Regions from separate parts of the Mus musculus genome. Here region 2 is linked to region 1. A link is a contact called in public promoter capture Hi-C data. All regions are on one chromosome and are shown on one strand. Each heading gives the region's core, a stretch centred on a gene start, on an enhancer-like site or on the middle of the called end of the contact. The rest is flanking DNA. Distances are from core to core; before and after follow the strand shown.

The links. Promoter capture Hi-C pulls out the DNA fragments that hold promoters and counts their contacts.
Region 2: a promoter capture Hi-C map of liver shows a contact between it and region 1. The contact joins the promoter of Cyp2j6 here to the promoter of Cyp2j5 in region 1. A contact is called at or near these places in 8 of 39 promoter capture datasets (the 3T3-L1 cell line, 3T3-L1-derived adipocytes, frontonasal cranial neural crest and 4 more), 6 of 484 Hi-C or Micro-C datasets (the AML12 cell line, cortical neurons, embryonic stem cells and 1 more), 1 of 115 datasets of contacts at active chromatin or transcription factors (intestinal villus epithelium) and 2 of 9 other capture datasets (adipose tissue and pancreatic islet).

What each region holds. Positions count from the first base shown.
Region 1 is chr4:96,660,886-96,667,636 of GRCm38.p6, forward strand. It overlaps Cyp2j5 (cytochrome P450, family 2, subfamily j, polypeptide 5), which reads right to left and starts at 3,234. Exons shown (of 9, transcript NM_010007.4): 1 at 2,916-3,234; 2 at 2,227-2,389. The coding sequence starts at 3,125.
Region 2 is chr4:96,549,873-96,556,623 of GRCm38.p6, forward strand. Cyp2j6 (cytochrome P450, family 2, subfamily j, polypeptide 6) reads right to left here and starts at 3,779. Exons shown (of 9, transcript NM_010008.4): 1 at 3,370-3,779. The coding sequence starts at 3,579.

The DNA of each region.
Region 1 (6,751 bases), core at 1,984-4,483:
CAATGGTACTATTGGTCAATATTTATACATTTTCTTTGTTTTTCTTTATACCAAATTGTAATACATTTAAAAATTAAATAATAACCTTCTTTTCTAATGAACTCAGAAATAAAAGCATCATTCAGCTATATTATATGCAAGCATTTGCCCTGTGCCAATTTTATATATCTCAATGGACTTCTTCCAGTTAGACTGGCTATTCTAAAGCAATTGACCATTTTGTATGGTTTCCGCTTTCTCTATCAATTACATTTTACGCCTGTATCCACCACAAAACTGAAGAAAAAAATGACAGATTTGAAAGTACAAAACCAAATAGCTAATGTGGTTTACTTTATAGCCTATATATTTTAATCCTGGAAATATACCCATAGAATACCATATAACTACTGTATTAATTCTTTCTTTATTGGTGTGATAAATCAGTTAGAGTAAAGAAACTTATATATAAAAAAAGAATTGAACTAAGAGCTCATATCTTTAGAGTGTTAGAGTCTATGACTATAATGGCAGGGAACATGACATTAGGCAAGCAGGCATAGTGCTAGAGCAGTGGTTAAGAGTTGACACCTTGAGACATAAGCCTGAGGCAGAGAGAGATATCTTTAGAGCCCTCAATGCCAGTCCCCAGTGATCACCACTCCTCCAACAAGGCAATATCTCTTAATCCTTCCCAAACTTTTCAACCAACTGAAGTCCAAGAATTCAAATATATGAGCCTAGGCAATCTATTCTCATTCAAACCACCATACCTACCTACCATAGATATATATTAATTTCCATGTTTATTGTTATTGTACTTGTGATAGCAAAGCAGCCCAGAGGAGTGTCAACAGATTAATGGAGATGAGAAGGCAATAAATATACAAACTAGAATATTCTTTAGTTGCAAAGTAAAATGAGATTGTCAGGAAAATTGATGCTTTTGGAAAATGTAATTAAAGATGATGACCAAACTCAGAATGAAAAATACATGCACATGTTCTCTCACATGCCTTACTTTGCATGCATGTAATTATCTATATAAGTATAAGTATATATACAACTTAGAAAAGACGTCAAGAAATGGAAATACTAGCTTATGAGGAGACATCTATTGCAGGCAAAAGTATACAATAGTCTTGAAAGAGGTTATATAAACTTGCTAGTTTACTTTCTTTTTTTCTTAATCATTTTGTTTACATTTCAAATGTTATACCCTTTCCCTGTCTCTCCTCCATGAACCCCCTACCCAATTCCCCTCCCCTTTGCCTCTAAGAAGGTGTTCCCTCACCCACTCCTTACCATATCTTGAAATACTGGAAATCTTGAACATGAGGTTGAAAACCTCTTCTTTCATCTACCTTAATTTTTGAGCATTGTAAACCCTTACAACATTGTAAACCCTTACAACAAAACTGTTGATACTGACTCTCTAGCTCTACTTTAAACTAAAACACCTTAAACACAACTATTTTACTTTACAAATTTAAGGCATTTCAGACAGCACTCTGTGGTCCTGTTTATTACCTTTCTAGTTACAATTCCTCATAGAAGCCAACAACACATGGCTCTCCATCGGGAAATGCAGGCAGCTTCCTTTAAAATGATAACGTTTCACAATGGAATTTCTTACCAATTCTTATACAGTTGTGGATGACAAGGTAAGTGTAATACACCATAAAAAATATAAAGTGAACATTACTGTGGTCAAGAAACTTGTTGCAGTAAATCTCTCCAACCTAATTATGCCAGGGCAATGAAAACACAATACAATTAATATAAATCCATGCTGTGTGCCTAGATTGGACAGATCTATGGCTACACTACCATCTTCTCCTTCTATGAGATCCCTTAGAACTTGCAGTTTCTCCAGGCCATGTGCTTCTGCTCTGCCTTTCTTCTTCTTCTTCTTCTTCTTCTTCTTCTTCTTCTTCTTCTTCTTCTTCTTCTTCTTCTTCTTCTTCTTCTTCTTCTTCTTCTTCTTCCTCTTCCTCTTCCTCTTCCTCTTCCTCTGTATCCTCTCCCTCTTCCATTTTCTCCTTCTTCTCTCCCCCACCTTCTGCTCCACTTTCCCTTTTATCTGCCCAATCATCAGCTCCCCTTTATTTTACAAATTAAGGTGGGAAGCAGGTTTACAGGAAATCACCTGAGTGCTGACTCATTCTTTGTTCGAAACCACTCACAGGAGAATAGAATTACCATCAAATATAATTAGCCCCAAGGCTATCCACGACAGAAACTTACCATTTTTACCTGTGATTCGTTCTCTAACCGGTGTCATAAAGCGATTCACAAAATTTTGGTCCAGGTGGGTAAACATTTCTTTGATTAAAGGCAGTCCTGATACAACCACCACTGGTGATTGGCCCAACTCCAGACTAAATACATTCCCATATTTCTTCACAAACTGTAAAATATTTCAATAGTCAGAGTTAAGTGTGTGAATGTCTGAGGATCTAATATAATAATGTCAGGCATGTGTGTTAGTGGACTTATAGTGAAGTTCTATATGTTTTTGTGAGAACATGAAAATTATTCTGTGGAGAGCTCACATCCCCCATTCAAGTAAGTAAATAAACATAGAAAAAGATGTAAACTTAAAGTGAGTCCTTTTGACCTAAGTTCTTTAAGAAACAATAGACCAAATAAAATATACAAGATTAGATAAACAAACAAAAACTCTACTACTCCAGAGCAGTGGAACAGGTTTACAAAACAGGTACTACTTTCATGGTGCCAACATTTTAAAAGGAAAAATAATGGAGTCTATTGACTGGAGGAGACAGAAGTTGTAGTGAGTTTAGCAGATGCACAGAACAAGCTTTAGAGTCCTGTAGCCCTGTCCTCCTGTCTGGGCTGTTGGGAATATTACCAACCCTGCAATTTTGGATTAGTGTCATGATACAGACAAGACACTCTCAGCCCCATCTTACCTGCTGAAGCACCAAGTGGGTTTGCTTAGTGTCTATTTGAAAGAAGTTGCCCACAAAGGGCAGACGCCATGGCCCTGGTGGGTAGTTTTTGGGGTGACGGCTTCTGAGGATGTTAATCAGGAACAGGAAAGTGACAACAGCCAGTACCAGAGTCTTGAGATGGAGTGCTTCCCAGAAGGTGGTCACCAGGGAGCTCAAAAACATAATCATATTTGGGATCCTTGCACACTCCTCTGTAGAAAAGAAAATGGGGAACAGTAGGCTCTCTATGACAGGGTTACAGTGGACATTCTCACCCCTTCCTGCCCCTTGATGATCTTCCAAGTACAAGCCCTGCTGTGGCTTGGATTACCCACTGTTGGGTGAAGCAGCCTGGTTATTTATTTCTAGAAATCGTCAATATCGGGTGGGAATAGACCACACTGAGGGAAATTGCTTACTTATAAAGAACTGTTTTGGATGACAGGGAGATTCCTAGGTTTATGATTTTCATACTCAGACCCCAGTCTTTGACCTGCTGTTTTCCAGTCAGCATTTTACCCAGTGACCATAACCTGCCTGGTAAACAGACATTTCTGCTGATTTTTTCAGGGCACTCATCTCTTTACATACGCTCTGTACATTTTAGGATCATGAAGTTGGTATAAGTTATTCAGGGGATGGTCTTTTACTAAGTAAATTATTTCCTTTGGCAGTTCTTCATATATAAATTTTACATTATGACTTACTCTCACTCTGCCACTCTTCTCTTTCTCTCTGACCCCATCAACATTCTCTTTTCTTTTTATGTTTTGGGGGTTTTTCATTTTGTTTTGTTTTTCTTTTCTTTTTCTATGTTCATGGCGTACCATTTTGTTTGTTACCCACTGAGTTTAATCAGAGTTTCCTGTGGGAACAGAAGTATGTAAATATTCAACAGAACATAGTGGGACCACCAATGAGCTCACATCTGAAGGTAATGATGTTCTCATTTCCCAGCATCCATCAGTAGGCAATATTTAATTAGGGAGAGATAAGGCCCCTTCAGCCCTTCTCCTATCCATGACTGGGCATTGTTAGGTATAGTCCTATGCAGTCCCAGTGCACCAGGCAAACACAGATACTATGAGTTTATAATTACTATGGACAATACATGTTCAGAACATAGCATTTTGAAATTCTCATGCAGTCTTCCAACTCTATTAAGATTTTCTGTCCATTTAATAATAGTCTCTTAGCTTTAGATGGAATAGTATAAAGATCCCATTTAGATTTTAGCACCCAAATGACCTATACTCTCAGGAACTTGAGCAGTTAAAAGTGCCTGTATCCACTGTTACTCATTAACTGAGAGTACCTTTCCTTTGTGGGTATAAATATAGATTTTTACAAGGCAGTTTGGTGCCAAATTAATACAGCTAAAGTACAGCAGTCAATTCATGCCTAGGACCTATGACCTACATGACATTGGGTTTTGTCAGGTTTATAGTACAAAGTAGCATAAGCAGGAGATGAACTTGATAGCATTGGCTCACATTGAGGGAACACCGGTTAAACATTATTATGTGTCACCCAGCACTGACACTGACAAATATGGCTGTTTATGGAAGTATTTTAAAGATAACACAGGATCTTACTAAGCTCCTAGCACTGAATATTTTTAGGTTCTCAGATGTGTTTTAATTGAATGTCTTGTTTCTAATTACTTACTTTTTCTTTCATTCCCTCTCTCCCTTACTATTTTACACCTTTCAAAGCTTGAACCCAGGGCCTTGAGCATGCTAGACAATTACATTGCCATTGAGATGCATTCCCTGCCCTGAGAAATTCCCCGTTGAGATTTAATCTAATTTCAATCAGGTTGGCTAAAAGAAAAAAGAAAAAGAAAGAAAGGAAGGAAGAAAGAAGGAAAGAAAGAAAGAAAGAAAGAAAGAAAGAAAGAAAGAAAGAGAGAAAGAGAGAAAGAAAGAGAAAAAGAAAGAAAGACTAGAGAAGAAGGAAGAAAAGGAGGAGAAGAAGATGAAGAAATAATGTTTGAACAAATATAGGGTGGGAAACACTTATTTGATGTGGGCAAAAATAAAACTGGTGAAGCCATTACATGATTCAGTATGGAGGTTCCACAAAAAGCTAGAAATAGGTCTGCTAGAAATAGTTTCTATTTGGGCACATATTCAAATGACTCTGAATCTTACTACAGAGATACTTACACATTTGTGTTCATTGATGTTCTAGTCATTATAGGCACAGAAAACAGCATATATGCCCACCAACTGATGAATGGATAATGAAAATGAGTATATTTATATGATGACATGTTATTCAGTTGTTCATAAAAACAAACTATTAAATAATCAAGTACGTTGATGGAGCTGAAAAATATTCTGACTGATGTAACACAAGAACAGAAAGACAAATGTAACATTTTCTCATTTGTTGATGCTAGCATTGAATCGTTAGACACAGCCACAGAGGTCACAAAACTATTCAGAGTCCATGGATGCCAGGGACTGGGATAAGGATGGAGATTTAAATGGAGGAGACATAAAGAGAGAATACAAAGACAACAAGAATGCAGAGTCCTTAGTCCCAGGGACCATTGTAGGAAAGTGTAAGAGCCAGATGCAGTGGATGACTACAACAAAGCAATCTTCTCTGTACAGCTGTACTACAAACTTACAGGTATTATGAAGAAATGTGCAAAACCTTCACAAACCCAAGCCAGTCAAATTTCTGCATACAGAAAGAAGGTGGACATCATATCCCACATGTAGCTAAGGAGTTTTTGTCAACTGACAGCTGCTGGTAGAGAGAAAGAGATGGTTTTCTTTAAGAGTATGGCAGGTTTTAGCTTAATGATACTGAAGTGTGTGGCTTCATATCCAGGTTTACATTACTAGTACAAATTGGACTTGATATTTTTTTAAAAAAAATAATAAAATATGAGGACAAAAATGAGTAGGAATGAAAAGGAAATGGGGATCTGAGAGGAGGTTGGAAAGGGATAAATTTGATGAAAACACCTTACATGAGATTCTCAAAGACTTTAAGAAAATATTTTGACCTTAGGCCCGAACTCAGTGGGCAGTCCCACGGTCCCCAGAGGACTCTCCACTTCCCAGGCACCCTAACAAGCCCAGGATCTTAGAATCACTGGTGAGTGGGACACATCTGTTCCAAAACAATAGTGATGGGTCTGTGCCAGCAGAACACAGGAAACTCACCCAACCAACACCTCAAGTTCCTTCTGGTTGATACTGGTATACCTTGGTTTGGAGCACAACAGATAGCCCAACAGTCCCCAGAGGAGATACCACATCCAGGCTCTGTAACATGCCCAGGATCTTAGGATCCCAGGATCTTGGTCACACCAGTATCTCAGGGTCTCAGAGGAAGCTTGACTGCCAAGAACTCTGACACACCCAGAATCTCAGGTTCACAGGGTCCTGGAATCACTGGATCAGAGAGAAAGCTGGACTTGGAGGAGTTCTGAATCAACTGGGACTACAGGAAGGACAGGCTCCAATCAGATATATTGAGGGCAGCAAGCACTTGAGATAATCAGATGGCAGGAGGAAAGCATAAGAACAGAAGCAACAGAAATCAAGGTCACTTGGCATAATCAGAACTGAACTCAACCATCATAGCAAGTCCTGGATACACCATCACACCAGAAAGCAAGATATGGATCTAAAGTCACTTCTTATGATGATTATGGAGAACTATAAGAAGGAAATAATAACTCCCTTAAAGAAATACAGGAGAACACATCCAATCAGGTGAAAGAATTGAATAAAACCATCCAGGATCTAAAAATGGAAGTAGAAATAATAAATAAACCACAAAGGAAAACCACT
Region 2 (6,751 bases), core at 2,529-5,028, 110 kb before region 1:
CAAATCATGGCAGCATCTGACAGAGGTGAAACTCAAACCAAAGTTTATTTTCTTTAAACAAAAGCCAAAAGAAGTATAGCCAACAAGATAAAGTCCTCTTATCATTTTGCCTTTGTGTCCTATAGTGGAACACCAAAAGGTGAGACTTTAACCCTATAAGAGGTTGTCATTGCAGCATTCCTGGATACAACATTGCTAGTCTTACCTATGTGGGGTAGCTTAATTGTGATTTTCACAGTTGAAGTTCTATAAGGAAAATCCCCAGTGGAGTCTGGGACAGAACTCTGATTTCCATTCTGTTCTTACATTAATACTAATATCGCTTCCTCATGAAATAAATATGGGCAAATCTCTGACCTCTATTCCCCTTCAGTGAAGTATGCCTGCTTTATTAGGATAGTATCATGTGGTCTGTGACTCTCTTTCTTTACACAAAGCTACATTGATTAGACTGTGATGTACCCCAGGGAAAGTAGGAAACACAAATGGGGTTGATCAAATTCATAATACAGAGGCTTGTCAGCTAAATTTACAAGTGAACAACCCTTCACAAAAGTGAGTATTCATATCCTCAGCAGACTACCTCTGTGAATAAAATATTTATCCAGTGTACAGCAAAAATGTGACACACTGCACAAAATGTTCACAATCCAGTCTAAAACAACTTGCCTTACCAAAAACCAAGACAATCTCAGCTTTATAGATATAGCACAGATATTTATCTTATAGGAGAGTGAAATATTTCAAAGTGCTATTATCCACATGGTAGGAATTTTTAAGAGAGAAATGAAAGTCACATAGACAAATCACCTTAGGCATGTGAATACGAATCCACAGAGACAGAAGCAGCAAACACAGGGCTTATATGGGTTTGTACCAGGTCCTCTGCATATATACTACAGCTTTTAAATACTTTTATGGTGCTCCTAAGTGTGAGAATAAGTGGGCCTCTGATTCTTGGGCTTACTCTCAGGACTTTTTTCCTCCTACTGGGTTGCTGTGTCAAACTTTGATGTAAGTTCTGCTTTATCTTACTATATTTTATCTGTCATGTTTGTTTATCTCTTAGAGGGCTGTTTTTTTGTTTTGTTTTGTTTTGTTTTGTTGTTTTGTTTTGTTTTTTCCAAATGAGATACAGAGAAAGTGGATCTGGAGGCAAGTGGAGTGGGGGAAGAGCTAGAAAGATTGAAGTGGGTGAAACCTTTGATAAGGATATATTGTATGAGACAAAGTATTTTCAATAAAAAAATTAAAGATACAGAGAGGAAGCAAAGGGAACTGTGAGCACAAGAAGCTCCTGGGTTCTAAGTGCAGATCTGTGCAGGAGAGATCAGCAGTGAAGTGATGTGAGAACAAACACTGGCAGGGCAGAGGTGAGAAGCAGGTGAACCCTTCGTAGCACAGAAAACATAGCTATGGAAAACAGCAAGAGCCAGCAGCAGAGATATTACAGCTGTGCCTGGGTCCAGCTGTCTGCCAAAGGCAGGAAAGAGAAAGGGTAGATGAGAACATTACTGAACAATTATAGAAACTTCCTAGTATAACAAACCACAAATGTGCCATGAAGAACCCAACAGTGCAAAGCCTCAAGTGAAGCAAAACCACCAATATGAGCAGGAAAGCTACAATCCCAGAGAAATCTATCGAAAGCAGAGAGAAATTAGCTTAGTACTTCTGGAGAAACTAGAAAGGTGAGAATGAAGTGGGGGGGGGGGACATTAGAAACATAAGTGCAACAGAGAGTCATCTAGCGTTATACACTCGGGAGAAAGACAGTGTGGTCAGAAGAAAGACAGAGCTACTGGAGGATGAGTAAGGGCCAGAGACAACAGGCTTTTATGCCTTTGAGTTCCAGCTGCACAGGACACTGAAGAGCAAGTTAGAGTCTAATGTGGTTCTCAGTGTGTGTGAAGACAACATCTGAGACAGCAGTAGCATAGAGGGGAGACAGAGATCTTCTATGCTTGTGGTCACTTTGTTTCCTGTGGAAAATGGTGATAGCAAAATCTCATCAGCTTCCCCTGCCTATTGCATAGCACAGAGCTGTGGCTGGAAGAATGATAAAAGAGATTTAAGAAAGACTGAAGGAGCTGAGGAGGTTTGGAACCTCATGCGGGGAGCAATAGCATCAACCAGCTAATTGTCCTGAAGCTCCCAGGAACTGGACCACCAAGCAAAAAATACACATGGAGCTACCCATGGCTCCTGCTGCATAGGTGGCAGAAGATGGCCTTGTTGGATATCAATGGGAGGATCGACCCTTGGTCTTGAGGGTGTTCAATGCCCCATTGTAGGGGAATGCCAAGGCTGGAATGCAGGAGTGAGTAGGTGGTTGGGGGAGCACCTTCATAGAGGCAGGGGGAGGGGGATAAGATAGGAGGTTTCTGGAGAGTAAACCTGGAAAGGGGGTAACATTTGAAATGTAAATAAAGAAAATATCCAATAAAAGAGAAAGAAAAAGAAAGACTGAATGGGTATAAAAATGCAACTACTCAGAAAGTGTCCAAAAAACACACAGGGAAGGAAAAAGAGAAAAATAAATAGGTTAAAGTAAATATGAAAAAAATATGGGTGTATGCCTTTAAATAGTAACAATCAGAAAGAGTCAGACATCACTAGTAGTGGGAAGTGACAGGGATAATCAAACATGGCTGGAGTATTAACTATCTAAGCAGAGAAAATAACTATAGATAAAGAGAAATATTATGTGGGAAGATGGTCATATACCGAAAGGACACTATTTCAGTCTTTCATGCACACTATGTGCACATAACAGTCTTTCCAATTCAAGCAGGAGAGCTTCCAGAATGGAGTGGAAAAACATGCAGACTTCCTGTGGAGCTGGAGACACCTTTCCCAGGGGTTGAAAAAGTTAGTAGGTGAACATTCAGCAAGGACTTACAGGACAAACAAAGATCAATAAGAAAACTGATTACTTGTAGAAAACTCCAATCAAGAGAAAAACACATTTTGTTTTCTTTACAAGCGCTTTAACAAACTAAGATGAGGTACCACTTCTGTACCCATTTCTGAAATTGAAAGGGATTATTTATCTAGATTTATTATCATTCCGTTAATATGCCATGGTTTAAAGACTTAAAATCACATACAGGGAGTTCTCTGACCCTAACAGAATAACAATGAGAGCAAAGCCCTTCATACAAGAGTAAATAAAAATCTCCAACTATTTGAAAATCGAACAGCTTATATCTTAAAGGAGGACTCACACAGGTTCTGAGTTCTGGATATCAGGTTGTGATCACCAGTCTTTGAACCTGGTCTTCTGTTCTAGTCTCAGTAAGTCCCCTGTTCCTGTAGCTCAGGATTAAGTCAGGACAGACAAAGCAAGACACCCGCACCCCTTCCTACCGGCTGGATTGAGAGGTGGGGCTGCCCAAAGTCCAACTGGAATATGTTGCCCACGAAAGGCAGACCCCAAGGCCCTGGGGGATAGTTCTTGGGGCGCCGGTTTTTGAAGTAATCAGCCAGAAGCAGGAAGGTGACTGCAGCCACCAACAGAGTCCTGGGATGGAGCGCTGCCCAGATCGTGGCTAACAAGGAGCCGGTAGCAGCGAGCATGGCTAGGACTGCAGCTGGTTCGTCTGAGGAATGAAGGTCTGAGCTGCGGCAAGTCCCAGGTGCTAACAACAAGGGCACCCTTCTAAAACCGGTCCCCTCAGTCCCTCCCTATCCCTTTCTGTCCACTCCCCTTTGCTCCTCTGGTTTCCTCCCTGGAGCTGGGCTCTCGCAGGAAGTGACAAAGCTTCTGAGAGTAGTTTCCAATCTGCTGGAACCGGAGAACAGGAGAACCCCTGATCACGTGCACAGAGCTCTTCTCTCCGCCCCTTAGAGCTTTTACCCATTCCTTCCCAAACTTCCCTCCCATGCCCTGCCATGCTTTGCTCTGCCCTGCAGATGCCCAGACTGCTTCTATAGTGGCTAGGTCCTTGGCACTGAGTTCCCACAAGAACATGTAGAAAATACAGTTTTAAAAGGCACCAGTAGATAGTAAAAAGTGAAACCAGGAAATCTCAAGGGGTCCCCACCCTAGAAAAATTATTACAGGCAACTAAAGGCTACTGAAAGGGAGATTTAGTCTTCCCCAGACAGGAGCCTTCTGTTTTTCAATACTAAGTGTCCAGCCCTGAACCCATATACATTTATATTCATGTGATATATATGTATATATAATCAATTAAAGAGGCCATCAATTTGAGAGGAAGTAAGTGGGGAGACAAGGGCAGGATTGGAGGGAAGAAAGGGAAGAGGGTGAAAGGGTGTAATTATATTGTAATAAAAATTTAAAATAATAATTGAGCAGGGAGTGGTGGCACACACCTTTAATCCCAGCACTCTGTAGGCAGAGGGATGCAAATCTCTGTTAGTTCAAGGCCAACCTGGTTTACATAATGAGTTTCAGGACAGGTAGAACTACTTAGTGAGACACTGTCACAAAAAACTCCAGCAGCAGCAGCAGCAGCAGCAGCAGCAGCAGCAGCAGCAGCAGCAGCAGCAACAACAACAACACTAATAGTAATACTAAAAGGCAGTCTAAGATAGATTGTTTTTCAGTCAATAAGTCTTTCCCTCTGAGGAGACAATTGTGGTGGTAAGGTTTGTGATTTGCATGAACCCCAGAAAGCATCACGGACATCTGGGAGCCTGTTCTATAAGCAAACTTTCCCAGTGACTGCAATGTACCTGAGAAACCAAGCTAATCCTAGTAACAGAGTGGCAGGCAACATCGTCACCTCCTTGCAACAGATCACTTTGTTTTAACAGAGCTGTGCTTCGTGCGCCCAGGAATGTTTAATGAACACTTGTTGGAAAAACACTTTTGTCCTGATCATTGTTATTACTATTTTTATTATTGTGGTTCTGGGGACTTAACTTAGAGACCTATAACAGGGCTATTTATTGTAAAAGTAACTGTTTGTTTGTTTGTTTGTTTGTTTGTTTGTTTTTTCAAGACAGGGTTTCTCTGTGTACCCTGGCTGTCCTGGAACTCACTCTGTTGACCAGGCTGGCCTCGAACTTAGAAATCTGCCTGCCTCTGCCTCCCAAGTGCTGGGATTAAAGGCATGTGCCACCACAGCCTGGCATAAAAGTAACTTGTTTGCCAGATTTAATTGTCATCTTGCAGGCTTACTGCTGAACAAATTCACACTTTCTACCTCATTCTTTTTGTTGTAATGTTTTCTTTTATTTTTGCTTGGGAAATTCCTCCTATATTTATAAACAAACAGGCATGTAAAATCACAGTAAATGACAGAATTCATTCATTTTATCTAACTCAGAAAAAATATATCTTCTCAGAAAATTGGTTTGCAATGCATTTTGCATCAAGTACCACACTGTCTTCATACAGCTAAATTTTGTTGAAAGGAATAGAGAAGCTGGAAGCTTAAGTGGTGAGGCACTTTGTAAGTATGATACATAAATTTGGGTGTTTACAAACACATTTTTAAATAAGGAAATATTCAACATCTTTTTTCAAGCATATGCTTATTGCTATTTATGTGGCAATAAGTGTCTTCAAGTATGTACAGAACCTAACTTTTGGCAACATAATATTCTTAAATAATTTTTCATATAATTTTTAAGTCAGGAATGTCCGTGAGACTAGTGCTAAGCCTCACATACCAGTTACTGGGTTTAATCACCTGAGTGTTGTATGTCACCCTTATGGGGAGAAATGAAGAAATACCTCTTCTCTCCAAAAAGTATACCAAACGTCTTAGTATGTTACTACATTTGTTGGAAATGTAACTGCACTAAAATCTCTTGTAAGGAATATAAATTGCTTATCAAATATACGACCATCAATAATAAGGTATATTGGGCTTCCCAGAATGTTACTCTAGACTCCTCACTGCTTCTAAACTCTGCCTGGCTGTTTCACCTCAGCTGTTCTGGCCCAAGCTCCTTTCTAAATGACTGACTGAAAATGGCTCTGGCTGAATTTCTCTGATTGGCCTCATACTAACTATGGCAATGTTTTAATGTTACTGCTGCTTGCCCCCTCCCCACATTCTCCCATTCTCCCATTCTCCCATTCTTCCATTCTCCTATTCTCCCATTCTCTCATTTTCCCATTCTCCCATTCTTCCATTCTCCCATTCTTCCATTCTTCCATTCTGTCTCTCCCTCACCCTCCCCCCCTCTATGTGTGTGTGTGTGTGTGTGTGTGTGTGTGTGTGTGTGTGTGTGTGTATGTGTGAATACGTGTGCACGCATTGCTCTCTTAGGCTCTAAAGTGGCCTCTCTTTCCTGGCTGTTCTTATAAGAATTGGGTGTAACCTTTCTCCGACTCATTCTGTCAAATCTTTCTCTGACTCATTACTTGTCTGACCCTCAATTAGGAGTTATTTTCAAACTTGACTGCTTCCTCCTACAAACTAACTTTACCTTCATTGTTTGTATTCTAGCCAGAATAAAGATGTGTCATTCCAGCCAGATCACACACCCTAGAAGTTCTTTGGATGGAATCCCTTGCCAGAGTAACTGTGTGTTTAGATTAAATTTCCCTACAATGTATGAATGTATGTATGTATGTATGTATGTATGTATGTATGTATGTATCTATCTATCTATCTATCTATCTATCTATCTATCAATTTAATTTATTTATGTATTTATGTGCTCAATGTAAGTATAACTTTTCTTCCCCTGATGTAATTGTTGTCTCATCAGCTTACTGCCTCAGTCTGCTAACCTAGACCTAGTCCTGGAAGCTTCTAGTCTCTACACA